Regions from separate parts of the Sus scrofa genome. Here region 1 is linked to region 2. A link is a contact called in public Hi-C data. All regions are on one chromosome and are shown on one strand. Each heading gives the region's core, a stretch centred on a gene start, on an enhancer-like site or on the middle of the called end of the contact. The rest is flanking DNA. Distances are from core to core; before and after follow the strand shown.

Region 1 (4,504 bases), core at 554-3,053, 81 kb before region 2:
ATACCCATATATGCACATCTACAGAGGTATTTATATATTAATATATAAGTATTTGTATATATATGTACATCACAAAAGGACTGGACTAGGAAAATACCAAATTGAGGATCATAGGGGGATGGCAATTAGATTAAAGAACAAAACCATGTGATCATAACAATAGAATAAAAAACCTCCAATAAAATCAAAATCCTTAATTTTCTTTAAAAGTCCTAAAAAGAAATAGGTGGAAATTCCCTGAGCCTTGTCAGTATGGCATTGTTGACCAGGAGAATGCATCTGGGTATAAATTGTGTAATTTAACTTTATTTTTTTAACCCCAGAGTTGAGTAGATTGCATTGGCCACACGGACCAGAGAAGCCTTAGGACGGAGGGAGGGCAGCTGGAGTGCAGGGCCTTCGTCTTCAAAGGACTTCACTTGCTTGTGATCAGCATTAACTCAGTAATCTCCATTGCCCCCAGCGGGTTTTCCTCAAGAAAAGTTTAATGCCAGGACAATGACCATCGCTCTGCCTCCTGCAAAGCCCACAAATCTAGGGAAAGTAAAACTCTAAAAGCCTTGGAGTTTATGACTCCATGGCTATCCACAGATGTATTTAAATTTGATAGGAAATAAATGATTCTACAAACACACACACACAAATACCTATGAAAAAATGACAAATCTGATTTAGCAAACCAAAACACACACACAGGGGATCATGAATCTACTTTCTGAAAACACACGCAAGGTAGATTATTATTGAACTAGGGATCTATCTTGCCACGTGCAGAACAAGTTTCCATTCACCAGAATCCATCTGCAAGTGATAAGCCTAAGCAATGGCACCAGGAGAGTACCAAGTTCTAAGGTCAAATGGGAAAGACACCCACCTCTTTCTGTATCAGGAAAGAGAGGAGTTCCCGTTGTGGCTCAGCAGGTTAAGAACCCAACTAATATCCATGAGGATGTGGGTTGGATCCCTGGCCTCGTTCAGTGGGTTAAGAATTGGCATTGCTGTGAGCTGTGGTATAGGTTGCAGATGAGGCTCGGATCCTGTGTTGCTGTGGCTGTGGCATAGGTGGGCAGCTGCAGCTCTGATTTGACCCCTAGCTCGGGACCTTCCATATGCCGAGAGTGCAGCCCTCAAAAGCAAAAAAAAAAAAGGAAGGGGGGCAGGTAATCAGACATTGATTAAATTTGAATTTACCTGGCTTTTCTGATTTGGCTCCACCCCCCAGTTCCTCCAATGCCTGTGGGAATCGAGACACCCATTTTCAGTTGCAGTTCTGATGTTAGGGAACCACGATCTCATGAATCTTGGGATAAGGATTAAGAATTGGACAGAGAGGTGGGGTGGCTGTTCTGCTGGCATGGGAGTGCTCGAAAATATAAAAATAATGATGGTGGCCATATATTGAGCTTCTAAGTGCTAGTACTGTGCTAGGCAGGCTCCCTATATCAGTGCACTTGAACTCAGTCTCCTAAGACGGAAAAACCAATGTCCTCATTTTGCAGGTTAATAACTTGCTCCAAGTTACATAACTCGTAAATGCCAGACTGAGCACTTAAACCAATTCTCTGGCTTCAAAGTCCATGTTCTCGCCCGATGCCTTCCGCAGGCTCTTTTGTCCAGAGGGGCAAAACCAAGCTGGAAGATCCCTACTTTGGGGGTAAAGCACTTGCTTAAGGCTCCAGGAGTCCAGGCAGCAAGATGACATCAAAGTCAGGCTTGGAGAAGTGGCCCCTTCTTGACCCCGTGGAGGATCCAAGGGGCCTGGGAGCCTGTCATCCACTGGGTTGACTTTCATGCACGGAACCTTGCTGAGTCATCGAGGCAGTCACTGCTGTTACACAACAAATCAGAACACCACTAGGCCAGCCCTGCTCCTAGGGGGTTGCTACAAACCCAACCAGGGGCTGGTGACTGATTAAAGGGAAATCCGAGTATTAGTAAAACCTCCTTTGGGGAAGAAATCTCATTTCCAGGCTGATCAAAGAATAAAGAAATTGTTTCCTGGAACACAGCCCTTCCCCAGCGGCATCGTTTCTGTTCCCCCTCCCGGGGAGGGGGGTGCTGGCCAGCACCCACCTTGGGGCTCCTGCCTCGCTCTTCCCTCTGCCTGGAAGCCTCTTCTCCAGGGGGCTTTGCTTCCCCACCCTCTTAGCTCACCACTCCAATATCTTTTTCATCCATTCAGGCTTTCCTGGCCTTTCTGTCTAAAATATCAAGGAAAACCCTCCCCTCCAGGACAGACGCAAATAGATCCTCCTTCTCCAGGCCCTCCTCCCTGCTCTGTCTCTTTCTCCCTAGAATTTAATCTGATATACATCTTACGTCTTTATCTTGTCTCTCCTAGAACGTAAGCTTCACGGGGGCTGGAATCTGTGGCTGTGTTCACTCCCATCCCGAGCCCCGAGGACAGTGCCTTCTGCATGACAGGCACTCAGTTAATATTTGCTGAATGAAATCAATCTGTGATTCAGAGACCTCAGGGAAATCTGGTGTGGCATTGAGGGGAACGTTGAGTGTTTCAGAGGCCCAGATGTGAATCCAGGCTTAGTCTAGATGAACATTCACCCTAGCTTAATAATTAATCTAGGGAGTTCCCGTTGTGACACGGTAGAAACAAATCTGACTAGTAACCGTGAGGATGAGGGTTCGATCCCTGGCCTCCATCCGTGGGTCAGGAATTTGGTGTTGCCCCATGAGCTGTGGTGCGGGTTTGTGCGCAGAAAATGCCAGGCCCTGCTGGAGAACAGGTGCCCCCATGTCCCTTTACTTCTCTTCCACCCAAGGTCTCAGAAGAGTTGCTCCTGAGCAGCAATGTCAACACATTGCCCCTGCCGCTGACACAGGGCAGGGACAGCCAGGGACAGCCAGGAGCCAAGGGACGGCCCCCACCCCTTTGCCCTCCCCAGCCTGGTGACTCGCCTTGTCATTCACATTCAAGAATAGTCTTACCACTGCCACACACGCCACCCCCTGCCTCCATCCCACCAGGATCTTCTTCAGCTCCAGACCCCCTCATACTTTGTCACTTTTGCATAAAATAAGTGATAAATCAGGAAATGATATTTTTACTTTAGGTCAACATATCACTTAAATTGTTCTCTAAGCTCCTTTTAACTGTGATCTCACAATTCAGCCTCCTGTTGTTTAATAAGTGGCATGAGTTGCTCAATGGACATGTATTTATTTAGGCAAGAAGAAATGTTTGTAGGAGTTCCTGTCATGGCTCAGTGGCAACAACCCAGCTAGTGTCCATGAGGGCGCAGGTTCAGTCCCTGGCCTCGCTCAGTGGGTTAAGGATCCAGCGTTGCCATGAGCTATGATGTAGGTTACAGACACAGCTCGGATCCCACATTGCTGTGGCTGTGGTGTAGGCCAGCAGCTGCAGCTTCTCCTAGCCTGGGAACTTCCATATGCCTTGGGTATGGCCTTAAAAAGACAAAAATAAAAGAAAAAATATTTATAGACACGTATTTACATTTATACATAGAGTTTTAAAATATAAGTTGATGCATCACCATGGGTTCAAAATAGAAAAATAGGAAAAAAGTACTTTCAGGACCTAATTTATATACGTAATGAAATGAGTGTTGCTTTTTTTAAAAAAACATGCAAAATGCTTGCATTTCGCTTTGAATGATGAGGTAAGAGAGAAGGTTTTAGGTCGCTCTCTACAAGCCCTTCTCCACAAATCCCGCACTGTGGGCAAAAGCAGCCTTGACTTCTAATAAATGAAAAACCACATGGGAGAGAATCAGCACCATCCTTCCTCTTTTGTACCCTGGATCTTGGAGGAGTGTAGACATTCGAATGCCCCATTACATAACAGTTATCAAATGAACGTGACATTGGAATCTGGGGAAGCATTTTTTTTTTCCTTTTTATCTTTTCTAGGGCTGCACCCGCAGCATATGGAGGTTCCCAGGCTAGGGGTCTAATCGGAGATGCAGCCGCTGGCCTACACCACAGCCACAGACACAGCCACTCGGGATCTGAGCCACATCTGCAATCTACACCACAGCTCACAGCAACGCCAGATCCTTAACCCACCTAGTGAGGCCGGGAATCGAACCCGCAACCCCATGGTTCCTAGTTGGATTCATTAACCACTGAGCCACGACGGGACCTCCATGGGGAAGCAATCTTGAAGCAAATCTGAAGAATCATTCAATTTTGCTGCTCATTCGCTTATATTTCAAATAGATGTTTCTTCTGTGACTTGTGTCTAAGTTATAATGCAGTGAGGAAAAACACAACTGAGAACCCTAAGGCAGCCAAAGCCCTCACGGCAGCCAGTGGTGTTCGGTAAAAATGCCTGAGCATCAGGGCTTTGCACACCAGGTCTCAGGCGTGCTCACAGCCAGCACACTCAGAGGTTCTCCAACAGTTCAGTTTAAAAAAAAAAAAAAAAAAGTAAAAATTATAGTATGCATTGATGAAGAATAAGCAGGAGGAGGAGGAGGAAGGGGGAAAGGGGTTGGGGGGAAGCAGACATCACTGAGTCCCTTGA
Region 2 (4,490 bases), core at 881-3,380:
TGAACAAGTTTTGTTAACCTTTCCTTTTCTGACGTTTAGGTCGTTCCCACTTTTTGCTCTTATAAAAAGTGTTTAACAACTGTCTTCACACATTGATCTGAGCACATACTTAAGATAAAACTTCTAGTGGTAGAATGGCTGAGTCACAAAGTAAGAAGCTTCTAAGGCTCCTGGTGCATCCTGCCTTGGCTGGTTTCTTCCTTTGCTTCTGTGAAAACCATTGCCGCCTGAGATCAGGGAAATTTCACCTGAGCTTTCAGTAAGCTTATGAATTTGTCATTACTTGTTTGGACCATAATCCATCGGGATGAATGATAACACTATTAACAATATTAGCTAGCATTTATCGGGAGGGTTCTAGGAGGACACCTGACACCCATTGTGTTACATGCCCTACAATTATGTTATGAGGCAGGAACCATATTCCCTTTTTACTATAAAGAAATGGAGATTCTGGATTTATCCCCACCTCATCCCTGGCACATGGGATGAGGTGGGGATTTAGTTTCTGCCCCATATTATTTAAACATCATTTCCTAAATCAATCAGTTCCCCATTGATTTGGACATCGCATCCATCATAGATGACTAAGTTCCTCTAACACGCAGGGTCTATTCCTGAGTTTCTCTTTGTTGCCCTTGAGCTGCCTGTCCCTCCATCCCTCTCTGCATTCTTCTCTGAAGCATCATAAGGTGTTTTAATACCTGTGAACCGACAGCCACACTGCTCTTTTCTTCGCCCAAATTTCATGACTCCACTTATATGTTTATATTTCCAGGTGAATTGTTCCATGTAAATTCATTGTGTCCGATTTAAAACACAAAAAAACTCCCGATAATTTTATTAGACTTATACATTCGGGCAAATGGCCTTTACAATATTAAGAGCTCTCAACATATCATGTCTTACTGTGTGTTTAACATCCCTTGATATAGTTTGGCAGATTTTTATTCTGAGGGTCGCGCACTTCCCGCGAGATTTGCACATTGGTGTGGCTTGTGTAAATGGGCTCTTTTGTGTTACAGGTCTTCTAGCAAGGTGTTTGCTGCCCAGACGGTCCCAGATTCAAGGGCAGCTAAACATCTGGGGACGGCACAGTCCCCAGCCTGGCCCAGCTCCTGACCGTGGCTGTGCGCAGGGAACCCCATGGCCCAGCGAGATGAGGTTTCCTCCTGTGGGTACAGCTGCAGGCAGCAGCACAGAGGGGTTTTAGATGCTTCTTTTCTTACTGTCTGGGGTCAGAGAGAGTTTGATGAAGACTGGACTTTCATACAGCAAGATGCCCGAACACTGCCAGTACTACCTGAGGATTCATGGACAACCCCAAAGACATCCAAAGACCCTAAACACATCCTGCATTGAAAGGTTGGTCCAGGGAGTTCCCTAGTCATGCAGGGGGTTAAGAACGCAGCGTTGTCATTGCTGCAGCTCAGGTCACTGCTGTGGTGTGGGTTTGATCCCTGGCCCCGGGAACTTCCACGGACCTCAGGCACTGCCGAAAATAAGCAGGTAAATAAAAGGTTGGTCCAGCCATGAATTCCTCCAGGTGGGTGGTGCCGAAGACAGAAGCGCTTGAGCCTTTGTGACCTTGAGTGAGTCACTTCCCTCTTGGAATCTTTAGGTTCTCCTGGAGAACAATTAGCTGCGCCATCCAACAATAGCTGTGTCTGGGAACCAACTGAGCTTGCGTTTGAAAAAGTGCTTTGAGAACTGCAGCTCCGGAAGACAAAGGTAAGGCACAGTTCATGCCAGGAAAGGGAGCAGGATGAGGCCCTGCTCTGCTGTGCGGTGAAGGAATCTGAGTTTCTTTTATTTATTTTTAATTTTATGTTTCTTTTTGCTTTTTTTAAGTTTCATTTTTATTTTACATTGGTGTATAGTTGAGTTACAATGGGCCTCTGAGTTTTTCAGAGAGCAGTGTCCGCTCCCAGGCCACCCCGGCCCCCAGTGAACTTGGCCTTCGTTCCTGGGGCTGGCTGGTAAAGGCCTTGATGCCCTTCAGGTTGCGGGATGGCTGTGCTGACCCAGTGAAAAACCACGATTAAGTAGCTGGATGTTGGAGAAGTGTCAGGGTTCCTGGTTCACAGATATCACTTCTTGGGCAGTTGTAAAAATTAATCATTCATCCTTTCCTGCAGGCTGGAGGCAGGCAGCCAGGAGCCTTCGAGAGGCCTTCCCCAGCGTGGCTTGGGCGCAGGACGGGCCATCACACGAGCCCTGGGCCTGCATGACCACGGGCCAGGCCTCCTCTCGGACCCCTGGGGAACCCTTCTGTAAAAGGAGGGGCTACACTCCATGTAAGTGGATTCATAGTTGAAAAACTCTGCAGAATGAAATAATAAAACCTGAAGCCTTACGAGAGACTTTAAAGGCTTGCCAAGTTGTCCTCCTGCTCCCAGCAGCTGATGCCCCTTGACCTCGTGGCCCCGCTTGAACTCTGGGCTCTAAACAGATCAGCCTATGGGTGTGAGTGAGTGTGTGTGTGTATGAGAAAGAGAGTGGGTGTGTGAGTATGGGGGGGTGGGGAGGGCACAGGAGGAGGGCAAAAGAGCATGTCACTAGGAACCTTTTTTTTTTTTTTGTCTTTTTAGGGCCACACCCACGACATATGGAGGTTCCCAGGCTAGAGGTCAAATCAGAGCAGCAGCTGCCAGCCTATGCCACAGCCACAGCAACGCCATATCCCAGCCGCATCTGTGATCTGCACCACGGCAATGCTGGATGCTTTAACCCACTAAGGCGGGCCCACATCCTCATGGGCACTAGACAGGGTCTTAGCCCACTGAGCCACAGTGGGAACTCCAACCAGGAACCTCTTTCTCAATAAAAGTGGCTGCTCCCTCCTCCCAGGGACCAACCCCACGAAGAAGCTGCCTGTGTGAGCGCTCTCTTAAATAGAAGCAAGAGCTTTACTGATCAGCATTACAGGTTATCTTCGTTATGCCAGCTTTAAAAAATGTATAGGAAGTTCCCTTATGGTGCAGTGGGTTAAGGATCCAGCATTGCCACCGCTGGGGCCCAGGTCATTGTTGTGGCACAGGTTCCATCCCTGGCCCAGGAACTTCCACATGCTTCAGGAGCACCCAAAAAAAAAAAAAAAAAAAAAAAATGCATACACTTGGCCCAGATGAGCGAAGCTGCTGCTTCTATTTCCTATAACAAATCAACAAATACTGTAGCGTCGCCACCTGGTAGGGTAGTGAGAGACACCTTCAGTAGGCTAATTAATTGACTAATGGACTGGTTTGGGGTAAATACTCAGTGAATTTGAAGTTCAACTCTGATGAGCCACGTCGCCCCTCCCAGTGCTCCCAGCAAAGAGGCCCTAGGATTAGTAGCTCTCCTGCATGGCTCAGGGTGCTGGTGGGGACGGATCCCCAACTGGCTCCTGCATGGCTCTCTGCTCTGGGTGACCGACCAGTCCATCCTAGCTCAGGGACCAGTCACCATGAGCTAGGGCCAAGATGGGGTCAGTGATGCTGTGGCTGGAGCAGTCGAACTGCTTTGTAGGAATCAGTGTCTCAAAGGTGTGTGCCCACCTGGCCCTCAAGGACCTGAGTTTCTGAGACAGGGCTGTGCTCCCCACACGCTGAGAACCCTGGGAAAGACATTTTCCTCAAAGACTCAAGGTAAGGCTGCCTTCCCAGAAAGAATTTAGGATAAATGCAAAAGACAACCCCAAACAGCTATTTAGAAAAGAGTGAAGAGAATTTATATGCATCAAAAGGAAAGGATTATTGTTAAAAAATAATAATAAAAATCAAAAAGCAACACATGTTTTAAGATCCTACGTGGGAATGTATTTTAAATACACACACTGGAAAGCGGTCACCTCCATTTCACATCCCACCTGCTGCGCCCGTCGGGAGAGCACGTGGACGTGGAGGGGAGCAGATGATGCAGCAACTGGGGACCCACAGAGAACGCGCTGCGGCTTAGCCGCTCTTACCTGTCAGACAGAACTGACACCACGAGCCACCTCAGAGTTTGTCTCATGAGAACCAAGTAAGAGACTATTCCTGAAGTGCTGAGCAAGTAGTGGCATTCCTTAAATGTTTGTTGTTATTGATATTAGCGTTACAGTAATAAAATGTAAGTTGATGATACTTTATTTCCTGAATATCAGGAAACCCCAACTGACTCTGGGGCCCATTTTAAAATGCTTTCTTGCATGAGGGGTTTGAACTATGAGGATTTTTAAATATTGTACTTCTGCATATAAAACCTGACAAAAGAAAGTTAGAAGTTTTCCTTTTTTTTTTTTTTTTTTGGCTTTTTAGGGCCACACCTAGGCGTCAAATCAAAGCTGTAGCCACTGGCCTACGCCAGAGCCACAGCAACTAGGGATCCAAGCTGCGTCTGTGACCTACACCACAGCTCACAGCCACACCAGATCCTTGACCCACTGAGCGAGGCCAGGGATCGAACCCACGTCCTCATGGACACTGGGGATTTGTTTCCACTGAGCCACAATGGGAACTCTGAAATTT

The links. Hi-C and Micro-C count contacts between places; a contact is called where the count stands out from the background.
Region 1: a contact with region 2 is called in a Hi-C map of liver, with 2.6 times the contacts expected there. The contact joins two enhancer-like sites. A contact is called at or near these places in 5 of 47 Hi-C or Micro-C datasets (embryonic fibroblasts, fetal heart ventricle, liver and 1 more).

What each region holds. Positions count from the first base shown.
Region 1 is chr9:131,648,405-131,652,908 of Sscrofa11.1, reverse strand. No RefSeq gene overlaps it. Among named protein-coding and RNA genes, the nearest start is that of SLC30A1, 17 kb to the right of the region's middle. Within about 2 kb of position 1,803, at least 20 of the 83 cell types and tissues checked have an H3K27ac peak or open chromatin away from gene starts, as enhancers often do. A contact at or near this core is called in liver, where this site is marked.
Region 2 is chr9:131,567,356-131,571,845 of Sscrofa11.1, reverse strand. No RefSeq gene overlaps it. Among named protein-coding and RNA genes, the nearest start is that of NEK2, 23 kb to the right of the region's middle. Within about 2 kb of position 2,130, at least 11 of the 83 cell types and tissues checked have an H3K27ac peak or open chromatin away from gene starts, as enhancers often do. A contact at or near this core is called in liver, where this site is marked.